Regions from separate parts of the Columba livia genome. Here all the other regions are linked to region 1. A link is a contact called in public Hi-C data. All regions are on one chromosome and are shown on one strand. Each heading gives the region's core, a stretch centred on a gene start, on an enhancer-like site or on the middle of the called end of the contact. The rest is flanking DNA. Distances are from core to core; before and after follow the strand shown. Region 1 overlaps GSAP (gamma-secretase activating protein). Region 2 overlaps PTPN12 (protein tyrosine phosphatase non-receptor type 12). Region 3 holds the start of CCDC146 (coiled-coil domain containing 146).

Region 1 (3,914 bases), core at 924-3,423:
ACACCAGGCCCTTGGCCTTCATTCATTTTATGCACCAGCTTATGTTAAAAAAAAACAACTTATCATGAGACTTCTACTGAGACTTCAGTAAATATCTCCTTTTCTTAGGGGCTTAAAATGTAAAACTGATTAAAATTAGAGTTGTAACTGAGTTGCCCTATGCCAGAAATTTAAAGTAAGTGTTTCCAGTGCATCAAAGCATTGCGCAAGACATCCTAACACATGGTGCTTCTTGGGAATCAACTGATCTCATGCTCCTGCATCAAATTCTCAAAGATCTGTTTGCCATGAAAGCAAAAACTGCACGTCCAAGTGGCTTAACATTTAACAAGGAAAGGTCCCCAGGGCCCAGACAAAACTGGATGATGCAGACAGTGGAATACTCCATTTGTTGATACAAGACTGCAGAAGGAATCACAAGTCGAGTCCTGGTAAGGAGGAAAGACAAGACAAGCAAATGCCTCTCCTCCTCTAACGAGTTTTCTTTTTGTCCACAGTGAAGTACAACAATCCCTTGGCCCACACTGTCACATCTTAGTGCTCCCAGGCTGACACCCAGTGCAGACTGTCAGCACACAAAAGCCACAAGCCCAGCTCTCACTTGGGCCTCCTAAGCTCCTGCAGCTGGAAAAGAGAAGCCACACATGAAAGAGCTGAAATAACATCCTCTAGCCAGCCCCTCCTGGCTGTCATGTGTAACCACTTCCGTATCTCAGCAACAGAAAAGAGACTCTTCCTCTGCACCTTTTATCTCTGTGCCTCAAAGTGCACTAATCAATCCCAGGAAACAAGTCCAGGCCCCATTTTGCAGAGAGGTGTCACATGTAGTTACAAACCCGTCACCACAAGACAGCCAGAATCTAGGAATCCTTTTCCCTACTCTTTTCTCATAGGCTCTGCCCCTTCCAACTATTAACTTGGCACAGGCTCTGAGCAAAACAGAAACAGGACACACTGGAGAAGTTCATATGCAAAGGCCAGAACAGGAATATTGGTCTTCAGAAATGCTCAAGTGCTTTCCTCTGCACCCTGGCCAGAAAGCTCTATGAGGTAGCACCTTTCCCCTCCACCACTCCATCCAGCCTTGCACAGCCACCTGATGCAGAATAATCACATAATACTTTCCATCTTCATACTTTCTGGATGCAGTGGAAAGTTCCAGTTTAATCTCCCTGGAGTGTAGCATGATTTTCCACTCATTTCCCAGGAAATGCGTGGTTTCCAGTTTTCAGAGAAGGGTCACAAGAACCACAACTGCTGCTGGAATGACTTTCACCTCTGGCCAACACACAGGGTATAGCTAAGGCCTCCGCATTGGGAGCTACAGCTGGATCTGAAGGTCAGTGTTCACAGATTCATGGAATGTTAGAGATTGCAAGGGACCTCAAGAGGTCATCTAGTCCAATCCCCATGCTGGAGCTGGAACACTTAGATGAGGCTACATAGGAAGGTGTCCAGGCGGGATCTGAATGTCTCCAGAGTGAGGTGAAGGGAAGCTTCTTCCAGACTCCAGAATCACCTCTTACTATTTGTACAACAAAAACTGTTTTCACAGGTATGATACTCCAGAACCAATATTCTTTCCTTTGCATTACAGCCAACTGTACAGCTTCTGCAGAGTATAGAAAGATAACTATTAAGCCATAGTCAATCTAGCTATCACAAAATACTTAAATACTTGTGACATTACACCCCCACCAACAGCACTACTTGCTTTGGAGATCAGCCACAATGAACACTATAGAAAATACATAAACAGAAGCTATATCCCGAACTTTTTTCAGCACATGACACATATGACAACGTGCATGGGAGAAAGGAAATATCTGTTTTCTAGAGGGAGTACAAGCAGCTTCCTCGCCAAGGCTAGCAGCGGGTCTCTGGGGGAACCAAATTAAGAGCTAAGCCCACACCTTCCAGGCAAAGCCATTCTTCATTCAGTAACAAAGACATACTCCATGAAGCTTTCCTGGGCATGTATCAGAAACCATTTCCCTTGGACTGCTCTAAACTAGTAAAAGAACACATGATCCATGGCAAAACAGTGCATGCAGTAGGGCTTAGGCTGACACTTGCAAAGCAGCTTGCTGTCTCCAGCCATCTACATTTCCAAGCAAAGGATCTGAGCAGGCTAAAGTTCCACTAAGGTCATTTGGAACCACAAGTTTTCAGCTTCTGTGGCTGTTCCTACGGGAAAGACATAGAAGCAGGCAAAGAAAAGACTCAAGACCAAAGGAGAAAAGGGAGTAAGACAAGATTGCCTCCTGTGCAAGGAGTATGACACAGTCCTTCTTCTGAGGAAACTTGAATCCAAATGGTGTCTGCCTTCTGTTCCTCTGCAGCTGAGGCCACCTCAGGTGACAGCTCGCCACAGGCAGCAGTCAGAAAGGTGCAGCCACGGCAGCAACTGTCAGAGAACCTTTAACAGTCTATTCTGGTCTGCCTTGGGCCACAGGCTGGTTGTTCCCTCTGCCTCCTCTTCCACTTGCTGTCAGAACAGCAAAGGTCACACTGTTTCTGTAAGTTATGTCCCCCCTTCCCTGCCCTGCTGAGATGAAAATAATGAGAGAAACAGATACAGAGTAAAGCTGAGACACAGGGGAGAGAGAGAACATGGACATGCAAACCACTACTGCAGGCAAAGTGGAATATGAACTGGTAACCAGGCAAACCCAGGCTCTGCAGTTCTCCTTAGCAAACACGGGAATTTCCACTGAGACATTTCATTCACACTTCCCCACATTACTTCTCTGTACACAAACACACACAGTTCTGACAGCAACCAGCCACTGTTGTTTTATGAGAAACTGTTAATGCCCCCATGTCTCAGCTACTTCGACTTCAGCTGCAATTGATTTACACAGCGGCTACACACAATGGTGCCCTATTCTCAGCCACTCCTTTGCTCCTGAATGTAATAAAACAGAATTTTATGAAAGCAAACAGACAAGCAAATCATTTCAAGTCTCTTGCTGTTTCATTAGTTTCAGTAGCTCAGCTACAGAAAACAGTACTAAGAATCATAACAATTCATTCCCCTGAAGAACTTCCAAACATTTAGGATATAAAAAGGCTTAAGATGTAAGGGCTTCTGATCAGGATAAACAGAAACCCAAGTCCAACAATGAAATAATTTCTAAAGATTTCCAAAGAGCACCCAAGATATATCAGCCAGAGGGCAGAATCAACTTTTAGAGATATCTTATCTTTGTTTACAGTAGTTTTTCTAACTAACTTGTCTAGTGGAGAATTCTGTAAGTTGAATTGAGAGAATTCTTGCTTCCGGTTATGTTAAAAAAAACCCTAAGTTTTTGCTGATGGGGAGGGCTGAGATTTGTTTTGTTAATAAGATTTAGTCTACAATAATTTAGTCTTGCATATCAAGGCTGCATAGGTGTTTTCATATTTTTAACCTTAGTTCATATTAAGAATGATAACTGGGAAAAAAATGAAAGGAGAACAAACATTCCACTTCTGCTTTTTTCAGCACTGTTTTCAGGTACAAAGCTCTGGCTCATGCTGTCCTGTTCCTAGTTTAATCAGCAACTAGATTTTTTTCTTTCCTATAAAGATACGGAAAAGACTGACAATTACCAGTGAAACAACTTGCCAAGCTATAGAGCGAGGCCTGATGAACAAGGTCAGTAACCTCAGCGGCAGGTGCAGTGGCTCAGAGAACACTAACACCGACAGCACAAATCATGTGCTCAGCACTTTCAAAAAGATGCAGCCTCAAGAAAGTTCCTGAGATTTCCAACCCTGGAAAACAGCGCTGAAGGGAGTTGCTGCTGAAGAGGGTGACAGTGCTAGCGCAAAGAACATTATATACTAGTTGCCACGCGAGCTTTTTTGGACTCCACGTTTTAAATTTAAAGGACTTGATGTTGAGACAGACAAAAGCAGATATGGTAATT
Region 2 (3,914 bases), core at 401-2,900, 96 kb after region 1:
ACTGGCCTCTCAATGAAACGCAAAGCCTGCTAATAACATGTGGTTGTGTTGCTCTGCAGCTTGTCTCAGACATCTGTTAGTTTAACTGGGAACCTAGTAACAGGAAAAGTTTTAACAAAAACACCATTTTTCCGGGAACCGTGCTTAGAAATCAAACTTTCTGAAAATGTTCATCAAAACATTAGTACTGCTTTAAAGACAAAAATTGACATTTCAGTTGAATTAGTAAAATCCAGGTTTATGGAAGAAAACAAACACTGCATAGAACTTGATAATCTAGTAGTTAAGCATGGCATGTTCTGCAGTCAGAGGTAGTTGCTGTGGACTGAGCCTGTCATTGTGCCTGTGAGCAGTTCACACCATCGCTGCAGGTGGGTTGATATCTGAGGGTTTTAGTCATTTGGCACTAGTGCTTGTTAAACAACATTGTACTGGTTTGGATTTATTCATCAACTATTAACTTCCTTAATTAGCTTAAAACAAAATATAATTTCAAGGCATTCAAATTATGTCTTAAAGTCAAAAGAAGCCCTTTGGGCCCTGTTTAATGGTGGAAGAGTCCCAGAAAGTGTAGACTGACTGTGCTTAGAACGAGGGTGTTAGACCTAAATGTTTTGTGGCCTTTAAAAAGGACAATATTGTTTCCTTGTCCAAAGAAAACATTGAATTTTTCACTGGAAGATGTGAAGATTGAGTGTTTGCTGGTATTCTTTGGTTACAGAGGAAGTATCCTTAAGTAAAACCGACTACCACAACCAAAAACATTAACATAAAAAAGAATTCATGTTTTATATGAAATACCAGAAAACAAAATGTGAAGGCTACTAACACTTTTTGTGCTGAAGGGCACTTAAGCAATGCAAGCAATAGATAAAATAGTATATGAATGTTTCTGTCTTCAGTAATTTCAAATTGAATCAGTTTTATTACTATCAGACTATGCAGAAAAATAAGAATGTATAGTCCATGAAAAATCACAGGGTCAACTGACCCCCATATTTTAATTAAGAAGGAAGAAAAATAGCTTTCATCTCCTCTTGGCTGTTGATAATTTGTTGTCTAATCTCTAGAAATATTCCAGCATGTGGGACTTACTACTGAATACAGCCCATTTATCAGTAAATATCCTGTGTCTTTATTTCCTCCTTTTGTGTCAGTTTCTAGAATACAACTTTATTTGGCATTTTTTAAACTTATGTTTTTTTCCTATTACGCTGAGAATCTGCCTGTTTGCTTTATGTAGTGTTCTCATCTTCCCCTCTTACTGATTATTGTCTAGCTTGGTCATCTACTGCTTGTTAACGTGTTCTGCTTTCCATGAGAAGTCACAAAGGAAAATGCCTGATTGGTTTTGAGAAACTCTGCTGGTGAAATCCCTTCAGTCAGATGTTTGGGTTTTTTTCAATATTTTTCCTTGTAAAAACAAACTGAAGTGTCTCTGTCTTGCCTGAATTCTTGTAAAATTTCACATACTCTTCTTTTGAATTGGCACCATACCAAATACTTGTTTGAAGCTCAGATTAGAACAGCTTCCTTTCTCAAGAAAGGAAGTGGAGTCTCATTGCTGTGTCACTTATTCCACATGCATGAGAATTGTAGATAATGATCTTGAGGCTGCATCTGAAGGTATTCCCATGTCTTTCTGAAACATCTGGAAGTATATCTGTCATCCAGAACCTGGGGGTGTTGAATAAAGCTGTTTGTATTTCAGATAGAGAAAAACTTAATGATGGTTTGCTATTGTTTACCAAACAGACTGCCTACTTCTACACTCTGGATTGTAAATATTCAGCTTTTTAAAGTGCTGACAGTTGAGGGCTATTTAAAATGTATCAGCAGCTTGATTGACAAGGCACTTGCCTGAACTGTTTTACCAGTTGACTTTAACTTTTTATTTGTTGAAATTTGGCACTGGAGAAGGACTGTATTTTGCAAAGGAGCTGTGCAACAAACATTGCCTGCAGGGTACGAACATCAATGAGAGGCTCATTTAGAAACCTTTATGTGATTGAGTGTATACTTCACATGACAAACATTTCTCTTCAAAACAGAAGAATTTCAGAAGTAATTACATTATAAATATAATAAAGGCAACCTACAAACTGTTTGGAAATTGAAGTTTGACTTGCAGCTTTGCTGTACAAAAGGCAATAAAATCTATTTAAAGGCTTTTTTTGTTTGAAGTATCAGAGATTGAGGTTCTTAGCGCTGGTTTTAAAAGAGGACAAACAATATGGTTTTTACTTGACCCTTTATTTTGATGCAAGCTTTTATGAGTCTTAAGAATTTAAAATTTCCTGTAAAACCTTCATAATTTAAGAAGGTTAAACTTCAAATGATTTCATTAAAACTATTTCAATTGACTTTTTAGTAACTTCACAGTAGTATTTTTCTCTCTGGGTCTTCTAATGAAATTAATATAGGGCTGCGGAAGAGGCAACTACTTCTTTCTTTTGCTAGTCATTTTTGGGTTTGCATTGCCTGAGAATACCTGTGGTTAAGGTTACCATGGAACTTTGTGTTAATGCTATGTCAGACAATATATTTGAAATTGTTATATTTGAGAAAAATCACAGCCTCTTCCTTTTTTTTGAAGGAACTCACTGAACAAATTGAGGAAACTAAAACATTTTCTATACGAGTGATAGTACTGTGAGGTAGCAGGAACTGCTGTGTGTATGACTATGTTACTGTTGCAGAAGAGAATTCTATCCAATATAGCATGTGTGGAGAAGGCTTAGGGATTTATTGAATGCAGCAGAAACAAATGTAAGTGGTAGAGTTTATACTACTTGGGCATTTAGCAGTGTTACTTCCAACTCTTGAATGTTCAGCTGTTAAAACAAAAAGCTTAATGGAGAAACATGTTTGTTAGGCAAAAATTGACAGATACTACAAAGATAGACAATTATGACATGAAATTCCTTTATCTATCCATAAGTATTGCATGGGTTATTAGCTGGGGTTGTTACAGTTGAAGTCTTAGTACAAGTTTGTATCTTTAATGAGGCTACTTCTTTCTGGCTTTTAAAATGCTATTGAACATAATCATAAATGGCCTCTTTATAACTAGCACATTCCTTGGCTTCCAGACGCAGCCTCAAAGAAGGGGTGAAAATAGTTGTAAGCATGTTTTCTCCAGTTAATAGAAAACTATTTTCTATTTGATAGCTTCTCTTTCCCTTTACATTCCCTTAAATATTCCTTGTGTATGTTATTGCATAGAAGTACTGATTCAGTGCTTGTCAAAACTTTTCTTTCTTGTATTTGTCTGGAAATGTTTTAGATTATGGGTTTTTGGAGGGGCAATAGTCATTAAAACCTTGTGGGTGTTCTGCTTGTCAATTGTGAACTTATGTAGCTATATTAGCAGTATCCTGATCTTGTCTGTTATATGTTACTGAAGGTCTGTACAGATACTGTATTTCTCTACAAGTTTCAAGCCTGGTTTTGAAGGAAGGAAAGAAAAAAAGACTTAAGGTGAAAGATAAAACTGTTGTCTTTTTTTGATGGTTTGCATGTCCAACATCAGCATATTTAACCTTGAACTCATGTTGTCACATAGCAATTCAACTGTATGCTAAAGGATGTCACGTAACTGAAGGGAACAGCACCTTGGAGTTGTAGACATGTTGCAGTAAGGTAATTTGGACCCAAACACAGATCTCGGTTGCCATGTTTCTTGACTGCACAAACAGCTCTGCTTTTTGCCTAGAGCAGTTGTTGGGCTCCAGCTTTTCAGCTTAAAGTTGTTCTCAGTGAAAGTCTTACAGGGCAGGATTTGTTTCAGATAAATCGGCAAGGCAGAGCTTTTAAAAAGCCTTTGTGCCTTCTTGGAAGACAGCACATAACAGCTCTAGCAGAATGATTTCTGGGAGGTGCAGATTTATTAAAAGGCTCTTCTGCGCAGCTTT
Region 3 (3,914 bases), core at 844-3,343, 90 kb before region 1:
TCCCCTGATATTATTTACAGAATGTTTGTCTCTATACTAGTTGCTAAGAAACAAAAGAAACCATAAGTTTTGAAACACATATCTAAGAAACACCATTTCAGTTATCAACAGTGTTAAAAAAAAATATATGGATGAGTAAGACTAGAAAATGAAAGGAGAATGCTGCCATGATAAATCCATAAAACTTCTCCATTTTGAATGATATACAGTTCAGCTGCTTCTAAATGAAAACAGGAAAAAAGACATAGCAGAATTCAAGATATAGCGGGGGAAAATTAAGAGAAGTTAAAAGGTGCAGAATGTGTTTACTGTAAGGGTTTGGGAAAGTGCTAGCACCATGCTTTACAAAAGTAATAGACAACATGTATGAAGTATAAGTAGAATGAGATCATTCACCATTTCTCACGCCACACCTGCAGCAGTGTTGAATAACCACTTGAGGCAATCCAAAGGACTGTGTTTTTTTGCACACTGAACATTTTTTCTAGCACTGTGAAACTTATTCTGTACTGTACAGAAAAATGCACAATTCTATAGGAAAAAAAAACACATCAATGACTAAGTACAAATCTCTCTGGGCCAAGCACTCTAAACCTCAGCTCATTGAGGGGAATTATCCTATCAAGTTTGCCCTTTTCCTTCCACGAATTTAGAGCCACTGTCAGTATTTCTGTCCAGTGCAGATTTTTTATTGGTTTCAGCCACTACAGCTGCTCTCCCAAGTTGTTTGTAGGTTCTGTACCAGAAACCCAGTGCAGATTTTTGCCTTGTGCTCAAAAAGATAATGCAAGACTTGTACTAGACAAGGGAGCTCTTCTTGGTATTTAATCTATATTGTTACCTTCCAGACCTTTTTGATCTCTGTGGATGGCGACCCAGCACAGCTACCACTAGCGGTCCAACAGCCCTACTGGGAACAATGCTTGAGCTGCAGGTGTGCACAGCACATACTGACGGCTGTTGACTCCCAGCTGAGCTGCCGTTACGTTTTTTCTGGAAGACCAGCTGTCAGTAAAAATACAAGCGTGCAGTGCAACTACCACTTAATAGCACAAGTCTCAGCACTATGTATTGCTGACAAAAACGTCAACAACAAATCACGTATCCAAACACCAAAGAAGTCAGGAAACGGGGTGGGGGGGCGGGGAGGAGGAGAAAGGACGTTTTGAAATTCTTTAACTAGAGGGGGCATTATGCCATTTCCCAATTTCCGCTGCCACCGGCGCTTGTAGCCGAAGCAGCGGCAGCGCCAGCGCCGTTCCCGGTGCGCCCCACCTGAGCGAACGACCCCGCCTCCCCTGGGTGGGGCTGACCGCCGGGCGTGCAGCCGCCCCGCCCCCGCCTCACCCACCGAACTTCACGGGCGTCCTGACGTCCACGACAGCCTTGCTGTCCACGGCGTCCGCGACGATCGCCATCTGCTGCAGCGCCTCGTCGTACTCGACGCGGACGCGGTCCCGCTGCCGGCCGCGGGGCGGGGGGCTGCCGCCGCTCACGGCCACCAGCACACGGTCCGCGTCCGGGTAGCGCTCCGGGTCCAGCGGGCGGACGCTCACCTGGCAGGGCAGCCGCACCCGCAGCCGCCCCCGCGGGCTGACCGCCAGCGCCCACTCCTGGAGCGGCTGACGGCCGCCGGGCTCGGCGGAGCTGCTGCAGCCGCGGCGGGGGGCGGGCGGCCCCCACCATCCGCCCGCCGCCCGCACCGCCAGAGGCGCCCAGCGCGGGGGCAGCGCCCTCATGCCGCCCGGTGGGGCCGCGGCGGAAGCCCCTGAGGCGAGCGGAGGCGGGACAGGAGCCGCTCCCGGCGGCGGACAGCCGTTACAGCCGTTACCGCCGGGTCGCGTGACGCAGCTGCACGCGGGGAGCGGCACCGGGGCGGTTGGTAAACAGGCGGCGGCTGCTGGCGCGCGCACCGGGAGCGACAGGCGCCAGCCCCGCCCACGGGCTTCTGGGAGTCGTAGTTCACCAGCACGCGGAAGGAACTACAGCGCCCGAGAAGGGGCAGACTTTATGTACTCATTGGCCTATCAGCGAAAGGGGAAGGCGGAGTATTTCTGTGGTCTGCTTCTATTGGGCAGCGGGGCGGGATGGTAGAGCCAATCAGAATGGAAGGAGCGGGCCGAGGGCCGTTGAGGTAGGGCAAGGGGCGGTGAGCCGCCGTCGCCATAGCAACGGGGGGACGCGCTCGGCGAGGCGGGTCCGGCCGCGGCCGCACAGGTAAGGCCCAGCGGCGGGGGCTGCGCGGCCTGGAGGGACTTGCAGAGGCCGGGGACGGGGAAGGCAAAACCGTGGCTCCAACGAAGAGGCGGGAAGCTAGTCCAGCGGTGGTCGAGCCTCAGTCCTGTTTGAGGAGTCGCGGCGGGGCTGGGGCACAATTCGCCTTCCGTGTCCCTGGGTGCCGGGACTCTGCCCGCCGCTCCGTGCTGCCATCTCCTGCGAGAGAAACCGAGGTGCCTCCGGGCGTGAGGTTGTGAAGCTAATGGAGAGTGTCCAGAAGAGGGCTACAAAGTTGGTGAAGGGTTTGGAGGGGAAGCTGTATGAGGAGCAGCTAAAGTCACTTGGTTTGTTCAGCGTGGAGGAGGCTGAGGGGAGACCTGATCGCAGTTACAGCTTCCTCACAAGGGGAGGAGGAAGGGCGGGCGCTGATCTCTTCTCTTTAGTGACCAATGGCAGAACCCGAGGGAACAGCAGGAAGATGTGCCAGGGTAGGTTTAAGTTGGACATTAGGAAAAGGTTCTTCCCCCAGAGGGTGCTGGAGCTCTGGAACAGGCTCCCCAGGGAGGTGTCACGGCCCCAGGCCTGACAGTGTTCAAGAAGAGACTGGACAACACCCTCAGACACATGGTGTGAACTGTGGGGTTGTCATACGCAGGGACAGGAGCTGGACTCGATGATCCTTGTGGGTTCCTTCCAGCTCTGGACATTCCATGATTCTGTGAAGGCCTTTTCCATGGTCCACTTGGGCTGACTGTGGTGCACTAACAGGTTTCACCCTGTTCAGCCTCTGCAGCCACAGGATTTCACACCTGCAAGGAGAAGGCAGGATAGAAGAATGGGAAGGGGGCAATGGCAGGGCTTTGGGTGGCAGCCTGGTCTTTGTTACACTTAAGCTTATAGTAAGAATGCATGTGTTGAAATGTCCTCATTAAGAGGATGAAGAAGCAGTTTGGCAGATGTGCTGGAAAAAGTTTTTTCGAAAGCGGTATTGCAGTGCTTCAAAATTTGTCTCTGTCAAGACGGCTTGGTTAACAGTTACTCATTGTGACTGCTTTTTAACAGTTAACATACAGCCTAGCAGTTCTAAAGCCAGCCCAATAAATATTTCTCTGAGTTCTGTACAAAAATGTCATGAGACAATTGTCCTTCTAAGGTTTACAAACAAGTGGGGAACAACTGAATTCAGTTAAAAAGACTTTTTTGGACTTCATAGTCTATATTATCATTGTATGATAATTTAAAAAATGAGGTGGAGGAGTGTGGGCATAGATGATGTAAAGTCAGGGGCTGAATTATTTTCATATTGTAGTTTATTGCCAGTAATGAGCATGAAACATGCATAGAAAGGTGCATTGTCTTAGCTACATTGCAACACAATAAATAATGAAATCTGGGGTTGTCACTTTACTGATTTGTTGCCTTTTGCACTCCATGTGATGTTTTTCTTCTTTTCCGAAAATAACCACGCAAGCCATGCAATATGGTATTTAGTCATCAAGCTCTTTTCATCTTGTTAGCATGGTTTCCAACTTTATCACTGTCTGGCATTGATTATTTATGAATCTGAAATGAGATCTGAGTGTCCAAGAGGAAAAAAGATGGCCCTAGCTTTTTGGTTCATCTGTAATTTTCACTGCAGAAAGTTTAATAAGATTCATATTCATCAATAAAGGATTTTAAGTTAAATTATTTAATTG

Evidence for each region. A called contact is a pair of places that touch in the nucleus more often than the background predicts.
Region 2: a Hi-C map of crop shows a contact between it and region 1, with 2.9 times the contacts expected there. The contact joins two enhancer-like sites. A contact is called at or near these places in 2 of 2 Hi-C or Micro-C datasets (crop and liver).
Region 3: a Hi-C map of liver shows a contact between it and region 1, with 7 times the contacts expected there. The contact joins the promoter of CCDC146 here to the enhancer-like site in region 1. A contact is called at or near these places in 2 of 2 Hi-C or Micro-C datasets (crop and liver).

The regions. Positions count from the first base shown.
Region 1 is chr1:198,578,173-198,582,086 of bColLiv1.pat.W.v2, forward strand. All of the region lies in intron 24 of GSAP (gamma-secretase activating protein), which reads right to left. Among named protein-coding and RNA genes, the nearest start is that of GSAP, 38 kb to the right of the region's middle. Within about 2 kb of position 2,174, at least 2 of the 3 cell types and tissues checked have an H3K27ac peak away from gene starts, as active enhancers do.
Region 2 is chr1:198,674,686-198,678,599 of bColLiv1.pat.W.v2, forward strand. All of the region lies in intron 1 of PTPN12 (protein tyrosine phosphatase non-receptor type 12), which reads left to right. Among named protein-coding and RNA genes, the nearest start is that of PTPN12, 21 kb to the left of the region's middle. Within about 2 kb of position 1,651, at least 1 of the 3 cell types and tissues checked has an H3K27ac peak away from gene starts, as active enhancers do.
Region 3 is chr1:198,488,369-198,492,282 of bColLiv1.pat.W.v2, forward strand. CCDC146 (coiled-coil domain containing 146) reads left to right here and starts at 2,094. Exons shown (of 18, transcript XM_065049114.1): 1 at 2,094-2,217. It overlaps FAM185A (family with sequence similarity 185 member A), which reads right to left and starts at 1,949. Exons shown (of 8, transcript XM_065049156.1): 1 at 1,352-1,949. The coding sequence starts at 1,739.